Regions from separate parts of the Rattus norvegicus genome. Here region 1 is linked to region 2. The links are chromatin contacts, called in public Hi-C maps. All regions are on one chromosome and are shown on one strand. The core of a region is the stretch at or near the end of the contact, and the rest is flanking DNA. Distances in the headings are between cores, read along the strand shown. Region 1 overlaps Pomp (proteasome maturation protein). Region 2 has its middle 13 kb from the start of Mtus2.

What was found. A called contact is a pair of places that touch in the nucleus more often than the background predicts.
Region 1: a Hi-C map of liver shows a contact between it and region 2, with 4 times the contacts expected there. The contact joins two enhancer-like sites. A contact is called at or near these places in 5 of 12 Hi-C or Micro-C datasets (Schwann cells, kidney, liver and 1 more).

Annotation. Positions count from the first base shown.
Region 1 is chr12:12,194,594-12,199,818 of GRCr8, reverse strand. It overlaps Pomp (proteasome maturation protein), which reads left to right. Exons shown (of 6, transcript NM_001100942.1): 6 at 1,401-1,469. The coding sequence ends at 1,468. Among named protein-coding and RNA genes, the nearest start is that of Pomp, 14 kb to the left of the region's middle. Within about 2 kb of position 3,233, at least 1 of the 93 cell types and tissues checked has an H3K27ac peak or open chromatin away from gene starts, as enhancers often do. A contact at or near this core is called in liver, where this site is marked.
Region 2 is chr12:12,124,636-12,130,016 of GRCr8, reverse strand. No RefSeq gene overlaps it. Among named protein-coding and RNA genes, the nearest start is that of Mtus2, 13 kb to the right of the region's middle. Within about 2 kb of position 2,741, at least 15 of the 93 cell types and tissues checked have an H3K27ac peak or open chromatin away from gene starts, as enhancers often do. A contact at or near this core is called in liver, where this site is marked.

The sequences.
Region 1 (5,225 bases), core at 1,984-4,483, 69 kb before region 2:
CAGGTCCACCCCAGCAGTGCAGGGGAACTGGGAAAAACCCAGCACAACTCCACTGTGTTTATGTAGCTTGTGCTGGGGGGTGGACACAGCTGAAGTCCAGTGAGGCACTGTCCCAAGGAGGCGTCATGAATGCTGGGAAACCTGGGTCTCCTGAGCTCGTTCAGCCTGGTGTACAGCTGACTCGTATCAGGTTCTCTGGACTTAGGTGTTGCAAAAAGAGAAGGGAGATCTTGAGCTTCAGTTTAGTCTCATTAAGGCTCTGGGCAAGGCAGTAAATGCGCACAGTGAACGTCGGATCTGCCCGCCTCAGGTGGAGGAGGTGGACTTGAAATGGCAAAGATGGACTGCCATAAGTTCTGGGGATGAACGTCGGGCTGGGTCAGGAGGGCAGGTGCCTGCTCGGTATGAGACACAAGCTGATTCGTCAGTTCAAGTTAGAGGGAAGACTGTCTGAGGGAAACAGTAGACTCGGGTCTGACGGCTAAGGCTCGAGGAGGGTTGCCCTACAAGCAATCGGACATGTTAGCCTCCTTCCTTACAGCAAGAATGAGCGAGCTGAGGGGCAGGAAGGGCTTGTCCTGTGTCCTGGGAGCTCACTGCACACCTCCTAACTTGCCACCGTGCTGCGTGCTTCCTGTTTCGGTGAGAGTGATGATCCGCTCTTACAAAGTCGGAACTTGAAGAGATGGAGTGGAAAGAAGGTTAACAAATGAGCGTACTCTGTGGTCACAGCTACCACACCCCTCACACTGGCTCTTCCCTTCCCCAAGCCCGCTTTGCTCCCGGATTTCCTTGGTCCTTCATCTGTGCGCACTGTACTGGTTTGACCCATTAGGCTCGGTCAGTGTTGCTAGGGCGAGACTTGGCCCTGAAGCTTTCATTGCTAGGACTTGTCAGCGGCTTTCGGTGTGTTACCACAGTCCAGCTTTTCAAGGTTTTCACAGTCCAAACTCGAGGTGGTGGGACTTGAGGTGTTCTCGCTTTGGGATTCTGATTTCTGTTTGTGTGTATGTGATGGAACAGAGAACGGGAATGATAAAATGCTCTTATTGCTTAGATTGTCCTCCGCCAGGTGAGGAGCCATGGGAAGCTTCAAGCTTCAGAACCTTGGGAGAGAGGTTTTCTTTCTCTTTTAGATTTATTTTTATGTGGATTGGTGTTTTGCCTGCATGGGTGCCGGGTTCCAGAGCTCCTCCAACTGTTGTGGGAAGTGAAGTGTGTGTAGCTGGTCCCTTCAAGCAAGATACAAACCTGTTTTCCGCTCACCCCACCTTCCTAGGCCCCTTTGTCAGTTCCCTCTCCAGCCCTAGCCCTAGCCCGCTTGCTGTCACACCGGGTTGCTTTAGACGATCACAGATCCTGAACACCCACTGACAGCGCCTGTTTCTGTTTCTTTCCAGATCCATCACAAAGTGAACTGATGGGCGAGCCACACATGATGGTGGAGTATAAGCTGGGCTTGCTGTGACGCAGGGCGCCGTGCAGGAACCACGGATGTGCTTCTCGTAGTTGCCTCTGCCGAGGTCTGATGTTCACAGCATTAAAGTACTGAGAGGATCGCTGGGTCATGTGGATGTGTTTGGGGCGTGGTTTGGGGCTGTGAAAGCCTAGAGGTGGTTTCTAAGCTCTTAGGTTACAGAAAAGCCCGACTTCTGAAAATGTGTTTCTTATAAATGCTACAAATGCAACAACGTTCCCAGGAGCCTCCTTCAGAGTCACGGCTGTGACTGGATTTGGTGGCAGCACCCGGCACAGCCTTAGCTTTGCTCTGCAGGATGCTACTTGCACCTTAAGGGCTCTAGCCAAGTGTTCTCACAAGTTGAAAAGTCGGCGTTTGCAGAGTTTGATCTTTTCTGCATGAGAAGTTAGATGCAGCAGCCGGGGTGTGCAGCTTGGACTGTGGTGCTTCGTGGGTTTACCTCACGCTTCAGCTTATCAAGCAGTGTTCTATGGAAGGAAAGTGCAGGCCACTTGCTTTTAAGTTACATAGCAAGGTACAGAAATGTTTTTAAGTTAGAATATTCCTATTATATACCCATGGATAATTCCATACTACTTTTTTATAATACATTTTCAACATAATGGTCCTTAAAATATTGTTAATAGAACTGGTCTATAAAAACTCAAGTTTTTCCTGGGTGTGGTAATGCACACTTCAGTCTCCACACTGGAGAGGCAGGGCAGGTAGATATTTGGGATTTTCAGGCCAGCTTAGTCTACATAGCGAGTTCCAGACCAGCCAGAAGTACACAGTGAGACCCTGTCAAAAACAAAGACCTTAAGGTTTTCAGAACACTAGTAAATGGATCATTTTTTTTTTTACTAGATCTGAAGTATTCGATTATTAGCTTCTTCAGAGCGTCTTTATCACCTGAGTTTCGGACTTGAAATACTTGATAAAGCACTGCAGATATTTTGGGTGGCACCTTGTGGTCTGGACTGCTACAGCCATTCAGTGGGTGGAATGCAGAATGCAGCTGAGTATCTGTTGCGGTGCATAGGACATTAGTGTGTGGTCAAGTGACACAAAGGAATTTTGTTTTCTATTTTTAAAGAAATCTGAGTTTGTGTGTATGAGTGCCTGCATGTGTGTCTGACCATGTGTGTGCCTGGTGTCTGCAGAAGTCAGGAGGAGGCCTCAGCCACCCTGGAACTGGAGTTACAGATGGTTGTGAGCCACCATGTGGGTGCTGGCGGTCAAGCCTGGGTTCTCTAAGAGCAGCCAATGCTCGGAACTGCTGAGCCATCATTCCAACCCCTTGGTTTTCATTTTTGGCTGTCCTTGAACTCCTAGTCTTCCTGCTCCAGCCTCCAAAGTGCCAGGGTCCCAGGCATCTGCCATGTCTCTTCATGGTTTATATTAAAGTGGTGGCCTTCCTGTCCCAGGAAAGCTTCTAATGAACAGTCTAGAGCTGGGACACAAACTACTGGTTCCTAACCTGGAGTCTGTGGTCTTTTCTTGCAGTTTGGAAATTATTTGGGTTCCTTGAAATTTGCATATGCCCAGGATTCTTCCTCTTGGTCCTCTGCTGTGCTGGAGCATGGGTTACTGGTCTCCTTGCTCCTGTTCTGCTTCTGAGTTATCAGTCTTAGTGTGGGAGGCCCTTTACAGGAAGGTCCCAGATCTGATGGAAAAGGGCTCCGTGCCCTCCTCCCTCAGTACTCCCAACACCAAGCAGTTCTCCAGCAGACACTGACAGGCTGTCCTTAATTCCACTCTGTCTGTCAACAAGGACTTAAGGGCAGGAGAGGGCTCTGTCCTGCCACACTGCCCTGGTCCAGACGGCAGTCATGAGTTGTGCAATTACAGACTGGTTACAAATGCTTTCATATGCCCGCCTGCCTGCCCGCCCGCCTGCCTGCCTGCCCGCCTGCTGCCCGCCCGCCTGCCTGCCTCAGGCAAGCACAGCTCACAACCTGTGTGTAAAAGGATTCTCCTAAAGGACCTGGTGGAAGAGGCTGGAATATCCATCCCTCTCGAGGGATTCCCATGGAAGCTCATTAACTCACAACCCCTCTCCCTTAGGGGAGTGAGGCTGGGGGAGGGGCACTCCCAGTTTGATTACAGTATTAGTATTTGAGGGAAATCCTTAACACTAAGGATGAGGGAGGCATGGAAGATGTGGCGGGGAGCAGGAGGAACGTGGGTTCTAACATGGGAGTGTGGCCACATCCGTGTGTCCCTTCTGCCTCTGGAAACAGACAGGCTCGCTGCCTTCTCACTGACCCCTGGGTGATGGGGTATCTCCCCCTTTTCGTGTTCATTTACTGGGGTCCTTGAAGGAGACAGTGCTCTTCTAGACACAAAAAGGCAGTTACACATAGGTTCTCTGCAGCGAGCACAGGCCTGTGTGAGCTCAAGCCAGAGTCCGAGCCGAGGCAGGTAGGGTGCGCTCGAAATCTCACCAGCTCCGAGCGCTTGACAGCTGCTGGGATCTCAGAGGTGGGATCCCTGCCCGGACCACCACACCCCACTCCCAAGACCCGAAGAGTCTGGAAACAAAAATCTGTCAGAAGTTGGGTAGGGAGGTTACAATGGAGACCGGACTAGGGAGGAATTTGGGGTGTTGGATTTGATTAAAATAGACTGTGCGAAGTTCTCAAACATTTTTAAAATTAATTACTGTTTAGTATGTGTGTGTGGTGGGTGGGTGTGCACACATACCACACACACACACACACACAAACCTGTCACAGGACAGCTTGTAGGAGTCAGTTCTCTCCTACCATTGAACTCAGGTTGTTGGTCTTCGTGGCAAGCACCTTTATCAGGGGAGCCATCTTGCCAGCCCCGGGTTAGTTTCTTTTTTTTTTTTTTTTTTTTTTCTTTTTCTTTTTTTCGGAGCTGGGGACCAAACCCAGGACCTTGCGCTTGCTAGGCAAGCACTCTACCACTGAGCTAAATCCCCACCCCCCACCACTCCCCTGGGTTAGTTTCTAAAGACCCCATTGTGGATAAAACCAGAGGAATTCTCCCTCCTTCCCCATTTCCTGCCCACCCCCACCCCCACTCTGGGTTCTAATATACCGGCATCTCTTTAGAATGCTGACCACAAGGCAACCCTCCCTTGTTCTCAGCCCCTTGGTCCACGCCTCATTCCAGGACCAGGTGGTAGATGTCTGAAGCTGGGTATTAGGTACTACCTAACTCTCACACACTTTGTTTTTCCTCGAGACGTAATGCCTGCGATGGCTAATTGACCAGTTAGGCAGGGTCAAAGGCAGTAGCTGACAGTAAACTGAAGTGACTGCTGCAGCGTCCTGCAGTAAAACCCTCTGGCTGGGTTCAAGACCAGACCCTAGTGTGTGTGGACTTTGACCACAGGTAAAAGCCAGTGAGCTATCGTGATGGAGAGAACAAGAAGACACTGTTGATGCTGTGCGTTTTGATTTGGGTGTTGTGTGGTCATCCTGGAAACACGCTCCACTCCCATGACACAGACTTGAGAACACGAGACAGCCACACTTACTGGGCCAGCAGTTGAGCCCCTCAAAGTAGTAACTCAAGTAGGTTTCTGCTCACCCAAGCAGCTGTCTGTGGCCCCTCCTGTGTAAGATCACCCTGACGTCTCAGGGGCAGTCACTGCGGCTGTCCAGGTGAGGGCCGCTGGTGTGGATGGGAGTTTGCCCATCTGCTTTGCAGTGTTGGCATCAAATACAGGGCCTTGCACCTGGCAGTGTTTTATAACCCTAAGTGGGTTTTCTCAGATTATAGAAAAGTCATG
Region 2 (5,381 bases), core at 1,492-3,991:
CCCAACTCTACGGAATCGGTCTGTTGGTGCATCCGTGAAGTGTTTGCTAGTGGATCGAGCTGCTGCTGACCTGTGAGCCCAGCTGCCGATTTCCAGACAACGCAGACGGGAGTTGCTCCGAAGAACCTTTCCAAACAGGTCCACTTCCCCTGTATCCTTTCTTTCCCGCCACCTCTGGTTGGTGGTGGGTTACAAGGAAGGTTAAAGTGTTTAAGAACCGGGGTTGGGGATTTAGCTCAGTGGTAGAGCGCTTGCCTCGCAAGCGCAAGGCCCTGGGTTCGGTCCCCAGCTCCGAAAAAAAAAAGTGTTTAAGAACCATCATTAAAACTAGGAGTTGAAAAAAACTAAGGTTATAACACTAAATGGACTCAGCAGGGTAATATGTATATATAGAATATATACATATAGAGAGAATATATATTCTATATATATAATGTACATTGATAAATATATACAAAATATATATGTATATTTGCCTATATGATATTTGTGTATATGTGTTTGACAGTAATAATTAAAGAAGAGGTCCTGAATTTGATAGGGAGTAGGAGAGAGGGGCCATGGGAAAAGTTAGAGGGAGGGGTCAAAATGATGTAAATATGGCACTCATCTATGACATTCTCAAAAAAATATTAACTTTAAAAATAATCCACAGCCGGCTGGGGATTTAGCTCAGTGGTAGAGCGCTTACCTAGGAAGCGCAAGGCCCTGGGTTCGGTCCCCAACTTCGGAAAAAAAAAAAAGAAAGAAACAAAAATAATCCACAGCCTCCAAACACAGTAGCTCACAGCTGCCGTCCAAGCACTCAACACACGAGCTTTTATGAGCCAAGTTCATGGTCAACTCACAAAACTGATCCATCAGAACTGTTGATGTTTGGCTCCATTTTAAAGTTTTGAGGCTCAGCCAATGAGGAGACATGGTGAGTTACACACATCCTTTTGGCCAGGAAAGCGAACCCCTTTCTGGAAGCTCTCAGCAGATCACCGCTTAGCTTCTATGGGTACCGCGTACAGATTTAGGTCAGTAGCCCCAGACGGTGCCTTTGTTTTAACAAAAGGAGCAAAGAATTTTCCTGGAAAGACAGAATCTGTCATGGAATCTAATTCCCTCCAAGAGTTCGTTGTAGAAAATGGCCTTGTTTGGTTGAGCTTGGTCTCATTGTGTAGCCCAGGCTGGCCTCAAACTCAAAATCCTTCTGCACATTTAATTTACTTCTCTGCAGAATAAGTTAGAGTTGGAGCATCCTTAGGACTCATTCCGGTTTTAAAATCTTATATTCCACCGATTTCATTCTTACCAACTTGTTAGGAGACAGACAGTGCTGCAGTGAACAATGATGATACTGTTGTCGTTGTCATCATCATCATCACCACCACCACCACCACCACCACACCATCATCATCACCACCACCATCATCATCACCATCACCACCACCATCATCACCACCACCACACCATCATCATCACCACCACCATCATCACCATCACCACCACCATCATCACCATCATCATTACTGCCACCATCATCACCACCACCATCATCATTACCACCATCATCACCACCGCCACCACCACCATCATCATCACCACCACCATCATCACCATCATCATTACTGCCACCATCATCACCACCACCATCATCATTACCACCATCATCACCACCGCCACCACCACCATCATCATTACCACCACCATCATCACCATCATCATCATCACCACCATCATCATCATCATCGTCATCATTATCATCATCATCATCGGTTTATTCTTTGTAAACAGTGATATTATTAACATGCTACCTCAGCTAGCCAAGCCATATTTCCTAATTCTTATGCCCTGCCCCAAAGTGTTAGATTAATTACTGTAATTTCTCTCTAAGTTTCTTACAGGTCAGGTAGAATCTTTTCATCTTAAAGATTGAGATGTGACAAACTGGTGGCTGCCATTCAAGGGAAAGAGCCGCTACACACGGTGACAGCTACCGTCAACTAGGAAACTCGATCTTTATCTAAACCTTATCTTTGTTATCCAGTTTACTTGGGCACTTAGGGTTAGGACATTTTTTAAAAAGTCACTCTGATGAAACAGGAGTGGAGAGACTGGGCGATAAAATCTAAGCTTTTCGGGGTTGGGGATTTAGCTCAGTGGTAGAGCGCTTGCCTAGGAAGCGCAAGGCCCTGGGTTCGGTCCCCAGCTCCGAAAAAAAGAACCAAAAAAAAAAAAAAAAAAAAAAAATCTAAGCTTTTCGTGTCAAGAGGAAGAGAAGCAGTCCCCGTTTGGAGTTTAATTAGGGAGACACCGATTGAAGGTATGCAGTGTGGTCTCCCACAGAGCATGACGGATCACCACGCGGGAGATCCCCCGGAAATGCAGATGTGTCTCCTCTCCTACAGTAGTGAGATCAATGGTAACTTAGTAATCAGGGACTTAGACCCACCGCCAGTCTGTCATTTGTGGTATTTGTTCCAAGGTACACGCCCACAGCCGCGGTTTGTTTTCACTTTCCTGTTGCAACTGCTGGAGCCCCAGCATATGCTTGGACTGATTAAGGAAAACAACCACAGCACACCATACCACACCACACAACACCACACCACACACCACAGCACACCACACACCACACCACATACTGGTATTCTGATCCTCAATGGCTACTGAGCTCAGCAAACAAGCAGAGCCAATTACAAAGTGCTGGGTAGAAAGTCCCGCCCCCTCTGCCCCGTCTCCCCTGCCCTTCTCCCAGCAAAATGACTCAGTTCAGGTTGCAGCCGGGAGTGATGGCTGAGAGTGAGCACAGAGAGAGCAAGCATCTGGGCTTCTGGTCTTTCCAGATTTTTTTCTCCTGCCACCGCAAACTGGGACTTTAAGATGCTTTATTTCACTAGTCAAGTGTGACCCAGTCACTCTTTGGAGGGACTTAAACACAGCGGGGTGCTCCCTCCTGCACCCGGATTAAGCACAAACCACACCCAGACAACTTTTCTCAGCGGGGTGGGGGTGGGAGGAGAAAAGTAAAGTGGCCAGTTTTCTGATTTAGGCAGAAAACAGCAACAAATGACCTTGAATGATTTTTAAGAAGGAAGAGGGGGAGGACTGTGTTAGAGTTAGAGGGCTAGGCTAGGAACCGCGGTATGTCCTGAGTGCTAATTAGGGTAGCTAATGGGAACTTTTGACTGTCGGATTTTAATACTTGGATAGCTTAATAGTCAGCCTCAGGAATGAGTCTGGCATAAGAAGGTGTCCAAATACGGGAACAGACCTTGGTGGCTGTCACTAGGAATGTAATCTGTGGTTTACAAGGGAGAGGGAAGAGGGAAGCTTAAGGCGTTTGCCAGCACCGAAGACGCCATGCTTGGGGCTGCTAGAGCGCTTCGCTCTTTATTGGTGGCGCAGAAATATCACAGATTAGATGCTGGGGGAATCTGGAAATGGTATGTGAAGATGCCGTGGCTCGCTTTGCTAGCTTGTTTTTATTTTTGAGCCAGGGTCTTCCTGTGTAGCTCTGATATATCTGGAGCTTGTTACATAGGCTAAGGTGGCCTTGAACTCAAGTTCATCTGCCTCTGCCTCCGGAGTGGTGCCACACCACACCCTCCTCTAAAGATCCCTCCTTGGATACTAGTTTCGACTCAAAACAAAACAAAACAAAAACAAAACACCCAAACAAAGAAGCAATTACCAAGGAAAACAACAACAAAAGATTTAAGGTTTCCCAAATTTGAGGCCATAACTACTCCTAGTTTGCAAGCGTCCCCTCACTCCAGGACTGAAGCATCCTTTTGCTGCCTACCCTGCATAGAGCCGTGAGATCGCACTGCTGGTTTCCATTGTATGACTTCTCTTAACCAAACAGCTGCTGTTTCTCGGAACTGTGTGGATAGACGTCCGTCCGTTGATCCAGTTCGCTTGTGAGTCTTCCTAGAGTCGAAGGCACCGCCATTGGGCGTTCACTGAAAGCCCGCAGGAAACCAAGCATGGTTTTCTTCAAGATGTCCCGAGGTATGACGACTCAGGGATGCAGAGACCCACAGGAACGGCCTGCCGCTGTTCTCTAGAGCAGATGTGCGTCTAAAGATTTATTTATTTATTATATGTAAGTACACTGTAGCTGTCTTCAGACACACCAGAAGAGGGCATCGGATCTCTTTACAGATGGTTGTGAGCCACCATGTGGTTGCTGGGAATTGAACTCAGGACCTCAGGACCTCTGGAAGAGCAGTCAGGTGCTCTTAACCGCTGAGCCATCTCTCCAGCCCCAGATGTGCGTCTAAATAAAGAGAACAACTTTTCCATACCAGCTCCACCAGCTCCCATTAGCTAGGCATGCACCTCAGCCTGACAATTAAAGGGACGGGGAATAGCAAAGAAGAACAGAGTTCTTCAGTGCAACCACAATGGGCGGAGTAATATACAAAAGAGTTCAGTGGATATCCCTACCCTGGAGCCTATCTTTGGGTTCTGACTTGAACTTTAAGTTTACATGGAGGGAAAACTGGGGCAAGGAGCAAGGGGCAAGGGGCATACATAATTAGGCTGTACTGACTAGAGTGTAGTTCCACACAGCAACGAAGCTTCAAGGCTAGTCCTGTGAGGACCTGCTCTCTTCTTCGCTCATGAGTAATCAATCCTATCTTCCAGTAAGGTTTGCTTGTAGCATAGCTATACAAACATCCCACACAGTGAGCCTTTCCTGAGAGGACCCCATTCCTTTGCCTAGTACGGTCCTTCCTTTGTCTCCTCTGAATTCTTTCTTTGGTGGAGATAAGAACCTGGCGGTACCTTGTAGAAGTTACAAACTGACCTGTTTGAGATATCCTCAGCCCTTGCCTATGGGTAGCATCATAGCATCCCCATAACCGCGAAGCTTGCAGGGGTCAGCAACTACAGATTTAGGATCCCTGAGAGGCTGACACTGGGCAGGCTTACAGCGCTCTGTTCTCCCTGGGTCCCACTTGGGCTATAAGGCCAGCATATTAATATATAAGTGTGCTGTCGTGTCTTCAGACACACCAGAAGAGGGCGTCAGATCTCATCACAGATGGTTGTGAGCCACCATGTGGTTGATGGGATTTGAACTCAGGACCTCTGGAAGAACAGTCAGTGCTCCTAACTGCTAAGCCATCTCTCTAGCCCATTTTGAAACTCTCTACCTTGATGGCTGCATTTGTATCCTGTGAGTGAAGTCCCATGGGAGGGTGGTGGCTGAGCACAGGGGCTTGGAACCGCATCCTGCCAGGCCACCCCCAGGGTTGAGTCTAAGTCACCCGCTGCTGTTGTGTGCCCAAGGGGGTGTCTGGGGTGATGGGAAGGCCAGCAGGGCAGGCCTGGCATTCTGTATACCAATCATGTCCAGAACCACGGTCCCCCCTCACCCTGCA